2 separate regions of the Mus musculus genome follow, and region 1 is linked to region 2. A link is a contact called in public Hi-C data. All regions are on one chromosome and are shown on one strand. The core of a region is the stretch at or near the end of the contact, and the rest is flanking DNA. Distances in the headings are between cores, read along the strand shown. Region 1 has its middle 160 kb from the start of 1700092E19Rik. Region 2 overlaps Gm11351 (predicted gene 11351).

What was found. Hi-C and Micro-C count contacts between places; a contact is called where the count stands out from the background.
Region 1: a contact with region 2 is called in a Hi-C map of cerebellum, with 2.7 times the contacts expected there. The contact joins two enhancer-like sites. A contact is called at or near these places in 9 of 484 Hi-C or Micro-C datasets (the HL-1 cell line, cerebellar granule neurons, cerebellum and 4 more) and 3 of 115 datasets of contacts at active chromatin or transcription factors (astrocytes, neural progenitor cells and stem cell-derived neural progenitor cells).

What each region holds. Positions count from the first base shown.
Region 1 is chr13:26,151,093-26,157,402 of GRCm38.p6, forward strand. No RefSeq gene overlaps it. Among named protein-coding and RNA genes, the nearest start is that of 1700092E19Rik, 160 kb to the right of the region's middle. Within about 2 kb of position 4,054, at least 74 of the 459 cell types and tissues checked have an H3K27ac peak or open chromatin away from gene starts, as enhancers often do. A contact at or near this core is called in astrocytes, cerebellum and neural progenitor cells, where this site is marked.
Region 2 is chr13:25,931,113-25,937,515 of GRCm38.p6, forward strand. All of the region lies in intron 1 of Gm11351 (predicted gene 11351), which reads right to left. Among named protein-coding and RNA genes, the nearest start is that of Gm11351, 32 kb to the right of the region's middle. Within about 2 kb of position 1,894, at least 52 of the 459 cell types and tissues checked have an H3K27ac peak or open chromatin away from gene starts, as enhancers often do. A contact at or near this core is called in astrocytes, cerebellum and neural progenitor cells, where this site is marked.

The DNA of each region.
Region 1 (6,310 bases), core at 2,804-5,303, 220 kb after region 2:
GTGGCCTTGTGGACCTGTCTGTGGGCCTTTTCTTAATTGCTAATTTATGTAGGAGGATCTAGACTGCTGTGGGCAGGGCCGTTCCTTAGCAGCAGAAGTAAGGAACCAGCAACAAAACTCCATGATTCTGCTTTGCTTCAGTTCATGCCTCCAGGTTCTTGTCTTGAACACTTTCCCTGGATTTCTTTGATGATAGACAATAACCAGAGGCAAACTTAATCCTTTCCTCCTCAAGTTGCTTTTGATCAGTGTTTTATCACATCACTAGAAAGCAAATTATAAGGATAGGAATTCATATTGGTAAGGTAAGGAGCTGTAATGATGGAACAAACTTTTTTTTTAGACTGATTTGTGTGAAGAGTGTTGAAGAATTTGGAGCTTTGCATAGGAAGAGCCATTGAGTACTCAGAGTTTAATGAGTTGTTATGAAAAACTTGAAGATAACGGTGAAAGAAATACAGTCGGTGGAAGTCGGGCTAGTGAAGTTTCAGAGGAAAGTGTTCCAGAGGGCTCAAGACTGCACCTCTAACTGGTAGAAGAACTTGATAATGGATACTTGCTTGGTGGCAAATAAAAAGTCATGAAAATTGCTGAGTCTTGACACTGTAAAAACAAAACAAAACAAAACAAAACAAAACAAAACAAAACAAAACAAACCAGGGGAGTCCATTGGTAAAGAAGAATCCTCAGTATTTGGAGAGATGCCAGTATGCTGAAAATGTCAGCACCATGGGACGACCAGACATAACAGAAGTGGGGATGCAGTGGACTTGGTCTCAGTCTACCAGTCAAACTCTGTTCTGCATATAGCATAGCCAGAGACTTGAAAATGTCCAAGCCTTGAGAGCCCTGAAGTCTATGAGTGAGTTTTAGATGTCTGACATTAAAGTACATTGTTTGATTTCTATTTCTGGATGTTGGCTTTCTTCAGTTCAATTGTAACAATAACTTCATTCATTCTTCTTAGACTAAGAAGCATAGAACTCTATTTTTATTTTACTAGAGCACGTAATTGAGAGACTTTGGATTTTACAGAGACATTAGATTTTTACAGATTGTGGTACTTTAAAGTTGCATTAGGTTCTATATTATGATATTAATATGAGAACATGGGGATATACAAGAAAGAAATGGCTGTAACTGAATAGTGATGTGATGGTGTGTGAAAACGATAACGGGTCAATGTACTGGATAGGTTTTGTCAAGTTGGTACAAACTAGAGTCACCTAATAAGAGGGAACTTCCGTTGAGGCATTTCCTCCCTCAGTCAGGCCTGGGGACCTGTCTATGAGACATTTTCATAATTATTAGTTAATGCAGGAGAGAATGAACTACTGATCTCAGTGCCATCTTTAAACAACTGGTCCTGGAATGTACAAGAAAATGAGTCTGAGCAGGCAAGGGAAGGAAGTCAGTAAATGACATTGCCTATGGTTTTGCTTCTGTTCTTACCTCCTTTCTGGACTTGAATTCCTCCCGTGGTTTTCCACAATCATCTATAAACTTTATATACCAAAGAAACCCTTTCTTTTTTTCTTTTTTTTTCCTGTCAGGTTGCTTTGGGTCAGTGTTTAGTTACAGCAGCATAGAAGCGGACTAGGACATGAGCTTGACAGAGCACAGACAGGATGGAAGACTGCTGTCCATCTTCCCTCAGTACATTGTGAGAGATCTTCTGAAGCTAGCCTGACTCCTGGAAACAGCATTTGAAGAGGCATTTTGGATAACTTAGGAAAAGAAATTGAGGTATAAGACAAATAAATGTAATCAATAAAACTTAAATAGGGGCCGGGAGCTCATTCAGTTGATGAAGTACTTGTCCTACAAGGCTGAGGGCCTGAGTCTGGACTCCCAGCACCCACCTAACATTTCTGCTCCATGAAGGCACAGATTGATGAATTCTGAGAGCTCACCAAACAGGTAGTCTTGCTGAGTAAGCTCCAGGTTTAGTGAGACACTTTGATTCAAAACTAAGTTGGAGAAGAACTGGGAAAGTGACCTGATGTCAACATCTGGCCTCCACAGCCATAGGCACATGTGTACACACACACACACACACACACACACACACACACACACACACACACACACATCATAAAATAGTCAAATTAAAGGAAGATAGTGTTGCAATAAGTTCGTAAAGCAGGAGTTGAGGCTACCAGGTATTGTCTTTGTTCTCCTGGTGAGCCAAAAGTACTTGGCTCTGATCATATTGACACAAGGGATTAGACTCAACATATCCTAAAGTGATAGAGGGAGTGGTAGATACAGGTTGGCCATGTTCTTTTCTCTTTCCCAGGCTTTTCCTGGTGCTAGTCTCTTAAAGGTTGGGAAGACCCCGAAATAAACTCAACAGTAGTCTAGTTTGTATAGAAAGGAAGATAGGTTGCCTAGTTGTTTCTAAATCCCTTTTATGCAAGTTTCAGCCCTCTGTGCACAGCATGATGTCTCTTGTTTCACAGTGTCCTGATTTGAATATAACTTATATTTGTCCTCTATCCAAGCTCCTATTCAAATGACCTCACCTCATCCTTAAAACACCATGTCACAATACAATGTAAATAATTTATAGATCTTCATAGATTCCCATTTTAGTTTGTTTTCTGCAATGAATAAATGAAAGAATAGTGGTATTATATTTTTAATGGTGAAAACAAGAAGTGTATTGTTGCCGGTGATTTTGGTAGAACTAAACAAAATATTTTCTTACCTAGAATAAGATAACAATTTAGGGGTATCTTACTTCAGTGTCTTAAATTTTGAATGTGAATCCCCTTGAAAATCAATGACAATCATTTCGTCTCTTGTCTGGAGTATTATAATAGTAGCCAGAGTGTTTATTCAGAAATATGACCAACCAGCCTCCATGATCTGATACCACTTGTCTAGGCAGTCCAGCTATTGTCTCATCTAGACCCCGGTCTCTGGTCTGTGTTCATACAGCACACACTGTAAAGACCCAGGGATGTCTGCCTCAAAGCTTTTCTGATCAGACATTCATATATGAATCTCTCTCTGCTTTGTCTGCTCCAAAGATTATTATTCATTGTTTCTAATTGCTCCATTTCTGGATCTGTTCATAAATACACATCATTAGAACATTTTCAAAAGATCTGTCATGGGATTGTCTCTAGTTTTTGTGCTTTTAAATGTAAAAGCCCCCAAAAGAATTGGCAGCAACTCAAAATAATGATTATGTAAATGAAAGGGGGTCTTGCTTTTAAACTAAAGAAAAGCAAAGCTCTTTAGAAAAAGGACCCCACCTCTTTCACTAAGAAAGGGCTACATTCCTTTTCTCCATCTCTCCATGCTTACTCTTTTCTAAATCCTAGGGACCATACTTCTAGAATATTCTACAGAAGACCATTAGTGGCCAATTGTCCATCTATCTGTTTCTTCATTGTTATAATGCTCAAGCTATTTGCTTTTTGTTTTTCTGGCTCTTGTGTTGGACCACTGAACGTGTGTGTGTGTGTGTGTGTGTTTCAATATAAATTCTAGTTGGAACAGAAAAAAGAAGAAGAAAAAGCCCTCCAGATATTACAATAAACACACACACAGAGGAAGAAAAAATCTATCTCCATTGAGCTTAACAATCAGGAGGGCCAAAATTACCTCTTATTAACATTTATTTTACAAAAGAGGCAGGGTATAATTTGGTGATAGATTCAGATTTGGAGAGCAGCTATAATCAGCCCTGAAGGCTTCTGCCTGAAGGACACGGCTGCTATCTTTTGTAATTATATTTCTCTGCCCCTATCCCACACCCCCATCTGTAAGAGTCTTTTTCACTCCTGCTTCTGATGGCTGTCTGCCTTTCTCCCCTTCAGCCCCCTTTCTTTCCTTAGCAGCCCCCTTCTCTTCCTTTCTGTCTCTAGCTTTCCCTCCCCCGTCCCCCTATAATGTGGCTTCTCTCAATAGCCTAGGCAGGTTTTAAGATTAGAAGAAAGCCTCTTGGTGGAGATGGGGGATGGCTGAATAGGAGCAGGAGGCCCCACTCCTTTGGCAAACAAGGCTCTGGGAACTTGTCCAACTGGGGAGAACATGTGCTGGGCCCCTGAATAGGCAAGCAGCAGGCCTGCCCATATGTCAGCCTGTGCCACAAAGACGCCCTTGCATATCTACCGTGACAAACAGGATTACCAGAGACAATTAATCTGGCTCGCTTTATCAAAATCGAGTGATGACCTTTGACCTCTCCCCTCAGTGTGCGGCAGATGCCACGCTCCAACTCAATAGACCTGGAGCCTCCCTTTCTCTCTTCTGTAAAGCATCCAAGGCCTGAATCAGTCTGGCAGGGACTAACTGCACACTGATGAGGGGAAGTCGCGCATGCGGCAGGCTGAGTCCACATTTCTTTCCAAGGCCCAGAAAACGCAGCTCCAGATCCTTAGCTGCAGTGGATGGAAGAAGAAACACTTCTACTTTAACTTTAGTTCACTCTTGTTTGGAGGCTGTATCTTGCTAAGATGGAAGAAAGGAGACTTTGTAGTTATAGAGCACTGTGTGGGGGCACTAGTGGATATCAGTGGCATTGTGCAAGTGAAAGAAGGCATGTCCGTGCATGAGGATTAATAGATATTATGGCGCTGTTTTTGGTAGCTTACCACAGCCATAACAATATCACAGGAAAGGAGCAGAGCTTCCAGAGGCAGAAACTTTTCATGTAAGATTCTGTCAAACTCATTCCTAGAACTTACCCATCTGTCTACATTGTAGTGCTTATACCCATGTATGTGTGACAGACACTAAGAAGCTGAAATTTATTCTTATGCCTGTCAAAGCCATTTCTCACACTGTTTAGCTTGGTTTGTAAAGGAAGAACCCCCTTTCGAAAGGAAATGATGGAAGTTTTGAAAGTCTCAGAGAACATTCTGGGAAGAGAGACCATTGGTCACATCTCTACCTCCAGGGAAGAGGAGGCTGTGAGTGACTATGGAGGTCAGGATTGTTATGAAATGATGGCACTGCTGTTCATTGGCTCTGCCTCACCCACAGGAAAGGCTACCACACTGCTTACGAAAGAGCAAGACAGAAAATAATAGGTGACTCAAAACTGTTCACCTTTGTGCATCCTTGTTGAATTATTTGAGGAACTTCTCAGCTCAGCTTCCAGAAACTTTTCTCTAGGAAGTAACTGGCTTGTGTCAGGCTCACTGAATAAGCCTCCAGCACCTCTGGGACCAAGAGAACTCAGAAGAAATAAGACCCAGATTCTTCCTGGGGCTCAAAACCTTTCCTCTTGGATATGACCCTGTGTCTGCCCTGTCACCATATTCTCAATGATCTTTATGCATTCTGACATCCTACAACTGCTGCTGATATTGAATGAGAGAAGAAAAAGCATGCACTGAGCTGCACTGAAGGTTTCTTCTTAACTGTGTGAGCTAGCTAGGTCCTAAAAGCCAACTCACTGTGGGCATCTCTTTTGATTTAGTAGCAGAGATTGCATTGCATAGGGTCTGCCTTGCCTAGCCTAACTTCTGTGCCTGACTTTTCTCCTGGGTGTGACTTACAGTGAGTTCTTGCATTCCTGCCTTGATCCCTGATTAATACTGTCCTCATTCACTTTCTTCAGATCATAAAATTAAAGGTTTGGTATAAGATTTCAAAACAGAGTTGGATGTGGTGGTACAAACTTTAAATCTCATCACTAGGAGACAGAGGCAGGCATATTTCTATGATTTCAAGGCCAGTCTATTCTACATAGTTAGTTTCAGGTTGGCCGGGGCTGAAAGTCTATAGAGTGAGATCCCATGTCCAAAACTGGTGGGGTGGGGGGCGATTTCAAAACAGGTTCTGAAGTTCTCACGTGTGTGACTGTGTCTGAGAACAGTTATATGGATTGCATTTTAAATCAGGTTACACTGTTGATTGGAGATTATTAGAAGACAGAAATTATTCTTAAAATGCATATTCAGTGAGAAGTTGTACTTGCGTGTGCTTGACATGAAAAACCTGAAAATGCAAACTGTTGCCAAAAGGCATGAGATCCTAACATTGAACTGTGTGGAACTGTATTCTAGGACACAGCTGTAGAATTAGACCTGGCTGAGGTTTGCAAAGGTAAGGTCATTTTCTCTGTCTAGAATACTTTAGCTGTCTGACGTTGGGACATGAACCTATGAAAACTGCAGAGACTCAGTCCTGAAAGGACCTCTGATGACATCATTTTGATCAGAGCTGGGGAAAGGGCCTCCACTCTGCATACAAATCGCAAGACTCAGTGGTATTATACTCAGATAGTCATTGTCCCAAGCACGCTTCCCCCACAATCCCATGAAAGTCTGATTTATTCATTTGTATTGAA
Region 2 (6,403 bases), core at 644-3,143:
AATTAGTTTTTTTTTCTCCCATTTTCTTACCAAATGTGAAGCAATGTAATCTCTATAACATACTCATTAGTAAGATCCAGAGCCATTAAATCCAATCCTCGGTTTTCACCCATGCTATCAAATACACATTAACCCCTCTTGCTTTTTCACTTTTCAGAGAATGGAAATAACAGTAGAAAATTCATCTGAATTTTGCTCACAAACACAGAGAGCTACAATGTTCTGAGGAATCTACAGATAATAATGAACATTTTTTGTCTTCCTGACTTCTCATGTGTATTCTGTGTGCATATGCACACATGCATGTGTGCACGCACGCACATACACACACACACACACACACACACACACACACAGAGAGAGAGAGAGAGAGAGAGAGAGAGAGAGAAAGAGAGGTGTACAGGTGTATTCAACTGTGTGGAGGCTCCAGAGTTAATATCTGACGTCTTCCTCACTCTCCTTTGCATTCACTGAGTGGGTCTCTTGTTGAGCCCAGAGCTTACAGATTGTGCTGCTTGGTTACCTAGATGGTCTCTAGCACTCTGACTCCACCTCCCCTCCAACCCCCCAGATTGCTGGGAATCTAAGTGTCATCCTGCCTGCCTGCCTTTCAAGTGTGTTTGAGGATCCAACTCTGCTTTCCATACCTGCTTTTTATGGTAGGCACTTTGGCCACTAAGCCATGTCCTTGGCTGTCATGTATACTTTTCCATCTACAGGTTCCCTAAAATGTTGGAGCTCCTGCCCTTCTTACTGTGATGTCATCACTTTCTTTTCCACCATGGATATAGTAAGTGGCACATTTGTCCTATAATGGTACCTTTGTGAGACAGACAGAGCTAATTTTTCATTCTAGATACCTGAAGCTACAGGCTACATTGAAAACAGGGAAAAAAAAAAAAGCCAGCAGTTCTAGGTTATGCTGACACAGGTAATGACTTAAAATTCCTCTGAGCTTAGATTTTTTTTTTTGTGCTTATGAGTCTCTAAATTAGCTTTCATTATCTCAGCAGGTCTCTGCCTTTTGAGTTTTGAAGCCATCGTTTATGAATATAGCCAGAGCACTGAAGTTGTTTGCTTTTAAGGTAACAAACCCCTGCTGGATGGGAAGGTGTGAGGTATTAGGGTTAGTGAGAATTGCAGTCAGTGGATATAGCATTGCTCTGAGGTGAATTAAAGAAGTCGAGCTTGATTTGATTTCAGCTGCAGTGTCTTTAGCCGGTACCAGAATGAATCCATGCCAGAACTGGCAGGGACTTTGAAGTGAGAGAATCCCTGTGGATTTTGTATAATCGCACCACACGAAGGAGGGAATATATGAAACACCTGTGAGATGCCACCCTGCCTCTGGTCCTGTGAAGAGGTTTAATGTTTAGACTCTCACACAGTGAGTCTCAGCCTAGTGGAATTTCTATCAGCAACAGAGAAAGTAGGCTCATGAGCAGCAAATACTATTTGCATCACTTAGAACCACAGACTTGAAAAGGACTAAGAAGTCATCAAAACTGCCTGCCCTGCTCTTGGAAAGAAGGCCTTCCTTGCAGAAGGCAGAGGACACTTGGCTATCTGGACCCAATTCAAAGGTTACAGGCATCTGCATAAATCATTACCCCTGCTTACCAACATCTGCAGCTAGTACACAAATTCTCAGAAATAACATGCCTTTAGACCTGGCTGGGGTTCTTCCAGTTTTTGCTGGAAGAAATAGGGTGCTTCATATTGTTCAGCCATATACTCAAAGCTCTATGGCAAAAGAGTTCATTACATGGTGAAAGACACTAGCTTGGAGAGTATTTCTTGGAGGAAGTGCTCTCATCCCTGACTCTATCCTCTGCAAACTCGAATTGTATTGTCTCAAAGACACTCTCATCCCCTCTGGACAGCCAGTCTGCACACTAGATGGCAGTAATAGCCCAGTTTCAGAGTCCCTTTTTGTCTTCCCCTCCCCCTTTCTCTTCTGGCATAATCTTTTCTTGTCCATAGCAATAGAGAATAAAAGATGCAAATAAAATCCCTTTATTTTGTACAAGGCTCATTCAGAAAAGCTGATATACAATTAAAATGATCAGGAAATAAATATTTTAAACAATATTGAAAACTTCAGGCATGGTGGGTTTTTCTTGGTGGTAGAGGAAGGTCTCTGATTCATTTCTTTGTTTGTTATTCTTTTTCAGGCATAGTTTAATTACCAAAAGAGGCTTGTTGAGGCCCAAGGTCTAAGCTTAAATGAGATGATAAAAATGTATTTTGGAGATTTTGGAGGGAGTAGGAGGCAGGAGGAATCCAGCCAGGCCAGTTTTTTTTTTCTCAAATCCCGTGCTTTGCTAGCAGATTGACTCTGTGCTTTATACAACATTAATCTGGATTTCCTAGACATTCAACAGTCAGATGCATGCTCAGAGCCGCATTAAGTATTGCTCATTAACAGTAAGTAAGATACTGGAAACAGAACTATAAACCAAACGAAAGTCTCCTGACATGAGTAGGCCCCTTTGGACTGTTTGTGTAAAATTTAAATCTGTATTGGTGAGCTAGAAAGAGACAGATTCTGTGTCCGTGAAATGTTCTCAGGCCTCTAGAATGTCCTATCTGAGGTCTACTTGCAAAAGAAGGCTCCACTCTTACTGGTGATAATTCATGCTGTTACCAAAGCAGTAAAAACACAAAATGCATATACTGAAACAAATGTGTCACTCTTAAATTGAATGTTGCAGCCACGGCCTTTCCCTACTCCTAAGCACAGCTCCAGCTTCCTGTTGGAATGCACAGGCCCACACTATGCTCCCATTTCCAGCAAATTCTGCAATCATCTCTTAAAGGTTGCCACAGAGAAAACCTAAGCAGCATCCTAAAGAACAACTCAAAGCCACGGGCAGATATGAATTTTTTACTTGGCCCACATGTGAAAATGATTAATGCATTATTTATAGATACTGCCTTTCCAGGGAGCTCAAGGTCATCTGTGGACTCCCAGACAAAGGGTCAAGTCTTGAGAAGCTGGCCTAATAATCGGTGCTGACAGTTTCTTGGACATATTGCAGTGCTTTAAGTAGATGTATTTTCCTACTTGGAAAGAACTGTGAAACCTTTTTTTTTCTTTTTATTCCTTTTAAATTAGTTAGCTACTCACTTATCTGACTTGATTACAACTCATTAACTTTGATCAGAAGGAGGGCATGGGCAGGAGTGTTGCTATGGCCACCTTCTGTCTTCCTCGAGCCTCTGCATCATTCTACTCTGAGAAACATTACAACTAGCCTTTCCATGTAACAAATGTACCTCACTTGCCTTATCCTGTGTCATTGATGCTTCCAGACCTTCTAGGGCTCAGAAAAGAAAACTCAGCGGTAGCACTGTGAAGCAAAGACCAGACTTTTAGATCATTCATTCAAGAACACAAATGGGAAATCAATTCAATATATGATATTATACTTACCTACAGCAGACAGGAACCAATATAGATGACAACTTAAAGGCATGGGATTTGGTATAATATCATATATTGAATTGAAGGACAATCTTTGAAATGATATGTATAACTTTATCATATAGAGAATATGGACCAGTTTTACCGAACAATCATGGGGCATACTATTGAGGTGCCAATTTCTAGTATTTAATGGGTAATGCAATGTGAAAGGACATAGGGAAGATTTGGCCGCTCTAATGCAGGAAGTAAGAAGTACATTCCAGAAAATGTGAGCTGCTTGCTTAGGTAAATATTCAAGTAAGTATTATACAAAGTAGATGGATTTCTAGGCTCAGCATGCACCAGCAATTCTAAATAGCTTTCTCCCTCAATTCTCCTGTAGTATTGTCTAAAGAGGAAAGGCTGCAATGGTCCCATCCTATCTCAAGGCTTGTATTACTACCTAGCTTCAGACATTATAAATCATAACAAAACAAAAGCGCTACAATTAATTATTCTGCTACTATAATTGCTCCCAGAGGCAGAGTCCTGTACTTTTCAGTTTTCACTTAGAGATTTTGTGATTTTCGCTCATTGATTATTGAAAATTGTGTTGCCTTGAATGCATCCACAATGAACTATTCTATATTAATTGGCTTTAATTAAAATTTTGACACAACAATTTCTTCAATTAGTCTCCACATATCACACCAGAAATTAGTGAGTGGCACAGAAATTCTTCAAATGAATGAAACAAAAACTCTTGAAAGAGGTATCTCTGTGACATTGTGACAAAGAAACATCTGTCAAGGGAAAATGTCATAATGTTATCACCAAAGCTGATGGGAGTTGAGAAAGCCCTCAGCCAGTATCTCAGGGTGTCTCTGATGAAATGGCATTGTGCAAATATCTTTGCAATGAAGAAAAAGATCAATTCTTCACATTCCAATAAAAATAGGAATGGTAACTATTTTTTTTAAAAAACTATTTTTTGCCTTATATTTTACATCTGAGACAGTCATACAATCATGATTTAGAGTTAAGGCCTGGATTTTTGAAAGGAAGCATCCTAAAATCTTAGGTCTGACTCCACGATGTACTCCACCCTTGGCTGTAACCCATGGCATTGGTTCAGTTGCCTATAAAGACTTAGCTTCCCCATCTGATAGATCTGTTTCAATTAATATAACAGCTGGGCCTACAGAGTGTACTTTACCGGATGTTACTACAATTCAAGATTCACTAATGAATCAGTGCTTCCTTAGCTACGCCATTGCATGTGGAGTTCCACGTACACAGCAAGTTCTCTGGGCCAGTCTAGCGAGCAGTCAACAAAGGGTGATTAGGTTTTACACAAATGACCATTCCTGTTCTTTTTCATTAATTTTCTTGACGTCCTTGCACCCGAGTTCCAACTGTTTAGTCTGGTGTGGTTACTTACACATGGTTCATGTCCTTTCACTACTAACACATAAGTTTATGACTTTGGGTAACATGCAAAGGTGGCATAATTTTCTAGAGAAAAGAGAAAAATAAGTCTAGACTGAAGTTAGGAGAGTTCCCATGGGAAGGTGGGAGTAACTTGGGCTACTTTCTCAGAGAAGGATGAGTGTGAGGAATGCAGGACAGGCAGTGCATCCAGGCAGGAATGGACAAAGGACTGAGCAAAGGAATGGGTGGGTAGGTGTGTTGGGAGAAATCTGCAATCAGGGTGAAGGGTTCATCACAGACAAGCTGGAATGCAGAGCAGAGCAAATGACTAAAACCAGAAGCCACATGGGACTGGAGAGTGAGAGTGGGGCTGGTGTGTGTGTGTGTGTGTGTGTGTGTGTGTGTGTCTGGGTATGTGTATGTCTGTGTGTCTGTATTGTGCTCATGACTAGAATTCAGGTTCTAGTTAGAGTTAGGGGCCATTCACATAACAAAGTCAACATGTTTATGAATAGATGTATATATTTCATCAGATCCTACTTTCCTCAGTCCAGCTAACATATTTCAGTTTAAGATTATGTGTGTGCACACATCTATAATATAGATACATTTGCATTCATCTTAAGATATAGATGTATGTTCTGATAGTCACATGTATATGTGTATTTACAATATTAAGTCACTTAAATGACAGAAACTCTGCAAAACACATCTTCAGGTGATTTTGTCATTTTCTGAACATCATGGAGTCTGCTTACACAGACCTAGATGATATACGTGTTTTCCTCCATGTAGCCTCTTGATGCAGGGCAGACAAGCAGTAAGCATTAGCTGGAGGAGCCTGCTCCAAACACAGCAAGTGCTTTTGTTCTAAACTAATTTTATTAGTAGTAGGTGTGTACTCTAATAACCAAAACCATAATGAATCCATTTATCAGCAATGTATTAACATTATAGAGAAGTGTTTGCTACTCAGTTTTCTATGCTGCTCATTCACATGGATGACTAGGTTGTAAGCTCTTCATCCATGCATCACTATAGGATGTGAGAAATGCACCACACCACAATACTATGTCAGCTATGCTATCACTGGTCATAGGATTTTCTCAGCTGCCCTATAATTTTATGGAACTCCCAATGGGCACTAGGCTTGTTGACCAAAAGTTCATTATATATGCTAGAATGGAACAGTGACTCAAAACAATAACTTTTTCTACTTCAGAAAATAATAACTGATTTGTAGTTGAATTATAGTAAGTGGCATTAATTCAACATGGGAACTATACCATTTTATATATGTTACCTAATACCATTTAAACCTACAGGAAACAAAAGAGAAAGATTATCAATTGGTGTGGGAAATGGTTAGGATCAAGAAAATCAGCCAACAATCTGTTGGCGACATCTAAATTCATATTGATGAAGTACTCTAATTTGGGGCAAATGAGAGTGGGAAATGGAAAGGGAGAAGAATCTGCGGGGAAAATATATCATAGAAAGAGAAATGGCTTTCCAAATAGAGGAGCTTTTAGAGTGGGATGGGAGATAGTGACGGATGGGTTT